3 separate regions of the Mus musculus genome follow, and regions 1 and 3 are each linked to region 2. A link is a contact called in public Hi-C and HiChIP or PLAC-seq data. All regions are on one chromosome and are shown on one strand. Each heading gives the region's core, a stretch centred on a gene start, on an enhancer-like site or on the middle of the called end of the contact. The rest is flanking DNA. Distances are from core to core; before and after follow the strand shown. Region 1 has its middle 21 kb from the start of Gm36213. Region 2 holds the start of Egln3 (egl-9 family hypoxia-inducible factor 3). Region 3 has its middle 19 kb from the start of Gm40425.

Region 1 (2,786 bases), core at 38-2,537, 300 kb after region 2:
CTAGAGAGGGAGAAATATTACTCAGTGTGTCTCCAACCACATCTCTACACACTGTCTCCTGTGCCTCCTGGGAGAAAAATCTCAAAGCACACCACATCATTGGGAAGCTTTTAGTGATTCCTTGCATGGAGTTGGCTATGACCGTGAAAGTTAAAACATATCTGTCTCCCCTACCGTATGTCCTATGAGCAAACACCTAATCTTGCCACAACTCTATGACCAATTCAACTCCTGGTAGATGATAGATTTGTGTGTTGTTAAGGGCTGGGTTTGTTCTCTTCTATTTGTCAAACATTATTTAGGTGATGGAGAGAAGGACAGCCTTAGAAGACTGTCATGTGCTGGAATTACTTTGCACAATTTTTATGAGAAAATTTCTCACTAGAGATTAATGGCTGGTTCATGAAGTCAATCGAAGAAAAACATAAAGGTAAAGAATTCGGTATGAGTCTCACTGTGACTTTTCACCCTTGCCCAGGGGGCAATAACTCAAATGCCTCCTTTTGCCATCAGGATCCACAGAGCAGGGCTGAGGTCAACTTGATAATGAACCGTTATTGTTACTGCAAGAATGCTCCAAGGAACTGGATACACACCTTCATCCCTAAATGAACTCAATGGCATCTTTGGAAGCTACTTCTCTCTCAATGTTAAGTCATGGCCTGAGATATATATTAATCTTGTAGGTCTTTTGTGCATATATTATGGCTTCTGGTTTTATCTTTTTATGGGAATCACCAGAATGTCTCTGTGTCTATATGTATTTCTTGTGCTTTTTCTTTGGTTTTTGTTGTTATTTTTGTGGTTGGTTTGTTGGTTGGTTTGTCCAATTCTGACTTGTTTGATTTTGTTTGGTATTTTTATTTTATTTCATTCCTTAGATGCCCATTTGTTTCCTAACAAGAGACAGAAAGGGTGTGAGTCTGAATAGAAAGGAAAGACGGGGGAGGGAAATAGAGGGAGGAGAATCCAAAATCAGAATATATTGTATAAAAAAATCTGTTTTTCATAAAATAAAAAAAAGCTAAGAATTCTCCAAGATGAATAGTATCTACTAGGTTTGATCCAACACACTATTATAAACAACAAACACATCTGTAATTTGCTGGACCAGATGCTCAGACAGTGACAGTATTAGAGGGGAGTCTGTGGTGATCAACTCTAATAAACTAGATACTGTGAAAACTTGTGTGAACAAACACATCCGTCAAATGCAGTTCTCTGGATAGAATCTAAAACAGAACTGGCCAAGGAGGAAAGTAGGAGCAAATCAGGTCACAGGAACAAGAAGGCTAAATTTAAACTGTTGTTAAAGAAAGTTATCTGAGCCCTGCAGCTATTAAATATGAGTACAAGGTCTATAATTGTCACATGGTCGTTGATTTAAAAATGAAACACTGGAGATGTTCACAACAGACCCTTTCCATAAATGAGTATATAGGCATGGAAAAGAAATCGCTAACATAAATGCCTTTTAGTGAGCCTGATAAGGCTCTTCTGTCATAGGCATGGCTGCCCAGGTGTGTGTGTGTGTGTGTGTGTGTGTGTGTGTGTGTGTGTGTGTGTGTGTGTGTGTGTGTGTGTCTTGAGGGGATGGGGTATGTCTGGTCTCTAGTCCCCTGTTCACAGTAAAACAAACAAACAAACAAACAAACAAACAAAACCAAAACAAAAAAAACCTTCTTTTTACAATTCAAATGCAGGACAGAACTTATATTAAGTTTCCACCAAAACAATGATTATCTGATATAGTTGGGACCACTCTGGGCAGGATACCTTCAAATTGTTTTCTTGCATCATTGTCCTACACAGGTGGCTAAAGTTTTATGTGACACTCAGTAGCCACTGCAGCACACTAAAGGCAAGATAATGCAACTTTGTAGCTCTCAAGACAACAGACCCCCATGTCTTCCTGCATTAATAAGGCTTCTAATCACTGTGACACCTTCAAGGAGGAGGAGTTTGGGATCTCAGTATCAGAGGTTTCATCCCATCCTGGCAATGAGTGTGTGAGAGAACAGAGCAGACCTCAAACAGCAGTCAGGAAGCAGAAAGAGAGGGGTGGGAGTGGAGGGAGGGAAAGAGAGAAGATGGGGAGGGGGGGAAAGAGAGAGACTGGGAGAAGGGGAAGAGAGGGGAGGGAGAGGGGGAAAGTGATAGGGGGAGAAGGGGAGAAGAGAGGAGGGAGAAAAGAAAAGGGAGGAAAAGAGGGAGGGGAAGGGGAAGAGCCTGTGGTGCTGTTTATATTTGGGGCGTAAAGGTTTACTGGGGCAGGGAAAGAGTAATGTTAAGTATTTCAATACAGAATAGTATTATTATCAAGGCAAGAGGGTTAAGATGTAGCTTGGTGGTAGTATACTAGTACACTGTGTACAGGCCCTGGGTCCAGTCCCTAGCACTGAGGAAAAAAATCAAACAAGTAAGACATCAGGCCATAAACCTCCAAGAGCTCCCAAATTCACTGTGAGAATTGTGAGGGTAAAGCATGGGGATGTCTAAAATAGAAATTGTGACAACAAGCCTCTATTGTCTTTGTCTTTGAGTAATAGTAGCGACTAAGTTAGTGACATAACAAGCACGCAGATTTTTCTGTTGGCTAGAATTTAAATGCTTAGGTTTATCTTATTATTCTATGTTTATGTGTGTTTTGTTTGCATGTCCATATGAGTACTATGTGCATGTGTGGTGACTCCAGAGGTCAGAAGCTGGAGTCTGATATCCTGGGACTAGAGGTACAGTTGGCTGCCACATGGCTACTGGGAATCGAATCTGGGTCCTCTGCAAGA
Region 2 (2,814 bases), core at 138-2,637:
CAAGATAAATCATCACCACCCACTGCCCCCATTACGGGCTATGAGAACAACAAAAACAAGGTTTCTACCCAGAGGTACCTCACCACTCTCTTCATGGACCTTATCAGGTTGTTTGAGTGGATTTTGCCATGAGTTTATAGGAAAAGAAAGGCGATGGCGTGGGGCTCAGCACTTGGGCTGAGGGGTCTATGAGAATTCTGAGCCCCAGGGCTCAAAGGCTGCAGCAGAAGTGGAGGACTTAACCTTGTCATACCGAACTCTTCCCTCCCACCCTACCTAACTCTACAAGCCAACTAACACAAGGCAAAAATTAGACTTGCCTCTAGTAGAGTTAAGAGTGCCTCTGGCTACTGTGAAGGGCAGTACCGGGTGGCTTTAAAGGAGGCACTTCGGATCATGGACATGCGTGTCGCAGTGTTTCCAATATCTTTTCCCTCCACCAGCCAGTTGTCCTTGCGGTCATCACCAAAACCAGGGCAATTCTTTCAGAGTCAGCAGAAGCTCATCATCACGAGACACCTGAGCCCCTTAACGTGGACTTTTGCTTAAGGGGTTAGGCCAGGAGGTGGAGGGGACGCAAGTAGGGCAGATAGGCAAGCTGACTTCTTGGTTAAAAACCAAAGTTCGCTGCACCCCAGCGAAGGCGACACAACACTCCGAATGAAGGCTTCCCGTCCCCTGCAGCGCAGCTGCGGCTGGGCACCCGCACGCATCCTACCTTGGACCGCTCCTTGACATAGTATTTGCCCAGCCGGCTCCCGCAGTACAGGACCAGCCGGTCGATGAGGGACAGGAGGAAGTTGATGGCCTCGCAGCCCTCCTCGTTGCCCCCGATCCACGTGATCTGGTCGCCTCGCAGGTGCCGCTTGGAGACGCCGGCGCACGGCCCGGCCAGCTGGCCGTCACGCAGGGCCCCGTTGTAGTGCAGCTGCTTGACTCGCTCCAGCACGCAGTCGCCCACCACCTCGCCTAGGAAGTTGTCCAGGTAGCAGAAGCCGACCTCGTGCAGACAGGGCACGATGTACTCCAGGGCGATCTTCTCCAGATCCAGCCTCATGATGTGTCCCAGAGGCATCTCGCCCACAGAGCCGAGGCCGGGGACCCCCAGGGTGCACGCACCCAGGGCTTTCCCAGCGCGAGCGCACAGCGAAGATGCGGAGAGCCGGGCCGGGGACTCTCCCACCTGCGGTGGTCACAGTCCCCGAGCCACTTTAGCTCCAGAGGCGGGGAAAGTTGCTCGAAACTCTGAAGAGAAGGGATCCCGGCTCTGGGACCGGCGGGAGCAGTGTAGGGCTCCGCCACCCAGCGCCGGACTGGCCCAGTGAGAAGTCGGAGGGCCCTTTTTGGAGATGCAGAGCCACCGCCGCGGCGGCCGTGGCCGGGGGAGGAACGAGAGAAAGCACCGCCTTGACCCCAACGTCATGGTCCCGCCCCCGGGACTGCCCTCCTCCGGGCTCTTCCTCTTGGACTGGTGCTGCGGAGCATCTGGGTGAGCTCCACTCTAGCTAACCTGTGTGTGACCCAAGAAAGGGCTGGATTTTTTTTTTTTAATGCTCTCGATTTGCATATTGATTTGCGTTAAATCCCCTAACAAACTTGAAAACCTGGATCTCACGTCTGAGATGCACATGAACAGTTTATTGCCACTTTCTGGGCTAGTCACCTCTCTGGTGACTATATTTCTTAAACATTAAGGTTTAAGCTCTACCTAGTGTCTTTCCTTCTTTCCTCTTCTGTTTGATTCGGGTCTGGCTGTTCCAACCCCTGTGAGAGAGAGAGGTGAATTTAATTTTAACCAAAACTGACTGATTCATTAACAAACATTCCCCTTGACCTCCCCCCACCCTGTGTGCCAGGCTGGTGTGTATCCCCTGAGAAGGGAGTGGAGGACAGAGAGATAGGGAGGCGCCCCGGGAAGGGAGAGCACTGCCAAATCCTGCAAATTTTTGTATTTTGTCCTGCGGGAGATGTTCATGCACCATTTATACTCAAGCTTTTTACTAAAAGGTTCTGAAATTCTCTCTCAAAATCACTCGCACTCTCCCCAAAAGATACACTGTGTTCCAGGTCTCTCTGGCTTCTACTACATGCAACTTGCACTAGAGCCCTAGGCCCTACCCAAAAGGCTTAATTATCTACTGTAAGGTGGTCTCTATACAGATTTCTGATGCCCTTTCCTTCCAAATGAGAGAGAGAGAAACAGAGACATCTAAGACAGAGGGAAAGAGAGACAAACACAGAGAGACAGAGAGACAGAGAGTCAGTTCACATCTTTGCACATTTAGATTTTCAGTTAAGTCAAATGAAAAACTGCACCGATTTTTCAAGCATCACTAATTTTGGACATAAAGTCCTTTTTGCTTTTATTCTCTTCCCAATAGCCCCTCTGCTCACCTTCTCTGAGGGGAGAAGTGGGGGTGCAGTTCATGTGAAGGAGAGGCAGAGGAGGAGAGAGTGCTGACAGACTGGGAAGAAGGCTGTATTGTAGTCAGTGAGGGCAAACAGGGCCTTGGGGAGTGGCAGTCAACCAGAGAGGGTGTAAGCAGCTTTGAAGAAACCTAACTAGCTCCATGGAGAACAGGGACCCTGTTAATGGCCTTGCTCAGTTGGCCTCTTCCATATGTCTGTCCAGGAGAAGGTGTATTTCCTTAGGGTAAAGGCTCAACTTCAAGAAGCTGTTGTCCAAAAGCCCATAGCAGCACTGGGGTGACAGGAGCCCATGTCCTTGAAACACTGATGCCAGCACATGATAGATGGTTGGAAAACAGTCTCCTGAGACACTGACATCTGAACCTGGGCCCTGCAATCACCAGC
Region 3 (3,018 bases), core at 312-2,811, 360 kb after region 2:
AGAGCGGGAAGCCCAAGTTTATAGGAAACATTCCTAGACACTTCTGATCTATCTCAGGATGCAAACTTTTATGCTGTTGTTGCTGCTGCTGCTGCTGCCGCTGCCGCTGCCGCCGACGCCGACGCCGCCGCCGCCGCCGCCGCTGCTGTTATCGTTTCCTGTGGTTGGCAAAGCATTTAGACTTTACTGGAAGCAGAGAAGACTTTGCTTTATGTAGGACAGACACCCTTGATCAGCCCAAAGCATAGCCTTTCAGACTGCTTTTTCCCCTCCCACCCTGTGACTCCTGTGGTTCTGTCTGCAGATTCTCATAGAACGTGAAATCAGGGAAAATGTAGTCAGCTCCAGGGCACAGAACCCAATGCTGGTGAGAATCTAGAACAAAATGTTTAGTGAGTGACTAGAGAGTGTTTAAAAACTAAGACAGTTAGCATTCATTATATTTATGCCACAGGAAGCACACAGAGTATGCACACAGAGTCACCACATTTCACCCTTACAAGGCTCCACCACATGCCCTGGTCTTGTCAGTGTCAGAAGAGTCTTGAACCTAGACTCCACACTCTGAGCCAGCCCGCTACGCTCCTTTCTACAGAATCTGAGAGCAGGAAGGACAAGCTATGCTAATCTTAATAAGTCTTTACATGGAAAATCCAAACTGGCAGATCTGAGGAACAGGACATCTGGCTTCAGCAAAAAAATAATAAAATAAAATATAAATAAATAAATAAATAAATAAATAATTAAAATTATGGGATGGTAGGATTCAATGGCTAACTAGAAGGGAAACCTTGAAAGAGTGTGTGGGGCACAACTATGAGAGCTGAAATTCCAATGCAGAGCTTGGAGCACACTGACTTCTCCATGACACTTCTGTGAGCCTTGTGATTTCTCCACATGGGAATCCAAGCAACAGAATGTTCCTTCACACCCGTGCCGTTTGTTACACCCAGTCCTGTCTCCTTAGTCAGCTGGGGACTGTTGAAGCCTGCTTCCCCAACATAGCTGTAGCCATTTTGTTCCAGGCCTGCCAGTCAGTCCATACTGCTGTTGTAATCTGCCTGCCAGGTATTTCATATTGTTGCTGTAATACTGACATAGAAAAATAGCTTGATTCAGAGCAGGGTCAAGCTGACCGCATACCCTATGTTCCACAACCATAACCTCACTCAGGACCAATCAAAAGAGAGGTCAGTTTGAACTGTTATGTCCTAACTATTAAAAAACAAACAAACAAACTCTTGGAAAAAGGCCAACCACCCAGCAGCCATCCCTGTACGGGTTGAGAGTTCATTATGGTTTTTCCATATAAGCTGGCCCTGGGAAATATTCATGGTCCAATCTTAGCTCCCAAGGCTAAGCTATGACCCTGATCGATCAGTCTTGGGGAGTGCATTCAATAAACCAGCCTTGTTTAACTGAAACTGGAGTCTGAGTAGTTTATGTGGCAATTCCTGAACCCCAACAGAGACCACGTGAAAACTTTTGTCCAGAGAGCAGCAGAAAGTCACTGGATGCGCCAGAGCTAGAAGCTGTTCCCTGGAACCAGCTCAAACCTGTCTTTGTTAGGAACTGGGTACAATCGGGGCCATGTGAGTTTCTTAGCCTCACCTGCCCCAAACAGTGGCTTAGCAACAAACCACAGATCAAGGCAGGGAGGGAGGGGGAAGTGGAGATAAGATAGTTTATCACACAGATAAGAGAGGGAAACTCCAGCTTGCCTCAACCAGTCTTTCAGGAGCTGAAAAGCCACAAACCCTTTGAAGCTTTGCTTCCAGACAAAAGGATTTGTCAGGAATGTTCCCTAAGTACAAGAGTGTTGGCCTAAGATTGCCTCGGTACTTTGAGTTTAAGATTTTTGTTTGGTTCTGTTGTTGTTGTTGTTGTTGTTGCTGCTGCTGCTGCTGCTGTTTGGGTTTGTTTTGGTTTGGTTTGGTTTTGGTTTTGGTTTTGGTTTGCAAGTTTAAAATCAGCTCAGAAAACTGAAAACTAGATCTTAAAAGTAACAAACCACCATGCCTCAATCCAACCTCGAGCAGCCAAGTTCAGCCCATCACAGGCTGCCAATGAGTCCAAAGCTGAGCTGCCATATGGGTTCTTCCTAACTCCACTCCTGTGTGTATGGGAGGAGGGGTACGGTAAAGACACTGCCTGAATAAAAAACAAGAAATGAAAAAGGGCATGACTGTTCCTAGGCATATTAGATGGGAAGGTTTATTATAGATAGGAGACACAACAAAACTAGAGGCAGACATATCTGTGAACATCCAGAATGAACAGGACCCTGAGCCAAGTCATGTGAGGAGAAGGGGGAGGAGAGAAGAGAGCCAAATCAAGAGACCTGGAGGGTAAAGGTCAAGTAACCAAAATGGCTGAATTATATAGGGAAGAGCAGCCCAGCCCCTGGGCTACAGAAGTTTAGGGTAGGGGACAGGCTATGACATCCATACCCTATAACAGGTAGGGACTGAAGAACGCTGGGAGAACCTGATTGTCCTTTGATGTGTTCAATAGATACCTCAGTTGGCCATTTGTCCTAGGTTTCAAGCCTGTAGTGGTTTGAATGAAAATGGATCCCATAGGCTCCTAGAGAAGAGCACTAACTAGAGGGTGTGCCTTGTTGGAGTAGGTATGGCCTAAAGGAAGTGTGTCACTGGGGTGGGCTTTGAGATTTCAGATGCTCAAACCAGGCCGTGTCACTCTCTCTTCCTGTTATCTGTGGATCCTGATGTAGAACTCTCGGCTCCTTCTCCAGCACCATGTCTGCCTGCATGCTGCCATGCTTCTCACCATGGTGAAAATGGACTGTACTGGCTAGTTTTGTGTCAACTTGACACAGGCTGGAGTTATCACAGAGAAAGGAGCTTCAGTTGGGGAAATACGTCCATGAGATCCAGCTGTAAGGCATTTTCTCAATTAGTGATCAAGGGAGGAGATCCCCTTGTGGGTGGTGCCATCTCTGGGCTGGTAGTCTTGGTTCTATAAGAGAGCAGGCTGAGCAAGCCAGGGGAAGCAAGC

What was found. Hi-C and Micro-C count contacts between places; a contact is called where the count stands out from the background. HiChIP or PLAC-seq counts read pairs in DNA pulled down with a chosen protein or histone mark.
Region 1: a Hi-C map of cardiomyocytes shows a contact between it and region 2, with 1.7 times the contacts expected there. The contact joins the enhancer-like site here to the promoter of Egln3 in region 2. A contact is called at or near these places in 14 of 39 promoter capture datasets (the 3T3-L1 cell line, the HPC-7 cell line, cranial neural crest and 8 more), 27 of 484 Hi-C or Micro-C datasets (the AML12 cell line, B cells, the C2C12 cell line and 19 more), 28 of 115 datasets of contacts at active chromatin or transcription factors (the HPC-7 cell line, T-cell acute lymphoblastic leukemia, acute myeloid leukemia and 20 more) and 4 of 9 other capture datasets (adipose tissue, embryonic stem cells, macrophages and 1 more).
Region 3: an H3K4me3 HiChIP or PLAC-seq map of the SCID.adh cell line shows a contact between it and region 2, with 14 read pairs. The contact joins the enhancer-like site here to the promoter of Egln3 in region 2. A contact is called at or near these places in 12 of 39 promoter capture datasets (the HPC-7 cell line, cranial neural crest, embryonic stem cells and 4 more), 8 of 484 Hi-C or Micro-C datasets (the 3T3-L1 cell line, bone marrow-derived macrophages, embryonic stem cells and 4 more), 13 of 115 datasets of contacts at active chromatin or transcription factors (DN3 thymocytes, the SCID.adh cell line, T-cell acute lymphoblastic leukemia and 8 more) and 1 of 9 other capture datasets (embryonic stem cells).

Annotation. Positions count from the first base shown.
Region 1 is chr12:54,498,849-54,501,634 of GRCm38.p6, forward strand. No RefSeq gene overlaps it. Among named protein-coding and RNA genes, the nearest start is that of Gm36213, 21 kb to the left of the region's middle. Within about 2 kb of position 1,288, at least 5 of the 459 cell types and tissues checked have an H3K27ac peak or open chromatin away from gene starts, as enhancers often do. A contact at or near this core is called in cardiomyocytes and heart atrium, where this site is marked.
Region 2 is chr12:54,202,487-54,205,300 of GRCm38.p6, forward strand. Egln3 (egl-9 family hypoxia-inducible factor 3) reads right to left here and starts at 1,388. Exons shown (of 5, transcript NM_028133.2): 1 at 719-1,388. The coding sequence starts at 1,075.
Region 3 is chr12:54,567,115-54,570,132 of GRCm38.p6, forward strand. No RefSeq gene overlaps it. Among named protein-coding and RNA genes, the nearest start is that of Gm40425, 19 kb to the left of the region's middle. Within about 2 kb of position 1,562, at least 59 of the 459 cell types and tissues checked have an H3K27ac peak or open chromatin away from gene starts, as enhancers often do. A contact at or near this core is called in the SCID.adh cell line, T-cell acute lymphoblastic leukemia, epidermal suprabasal cells and 4 more, where this site is marked.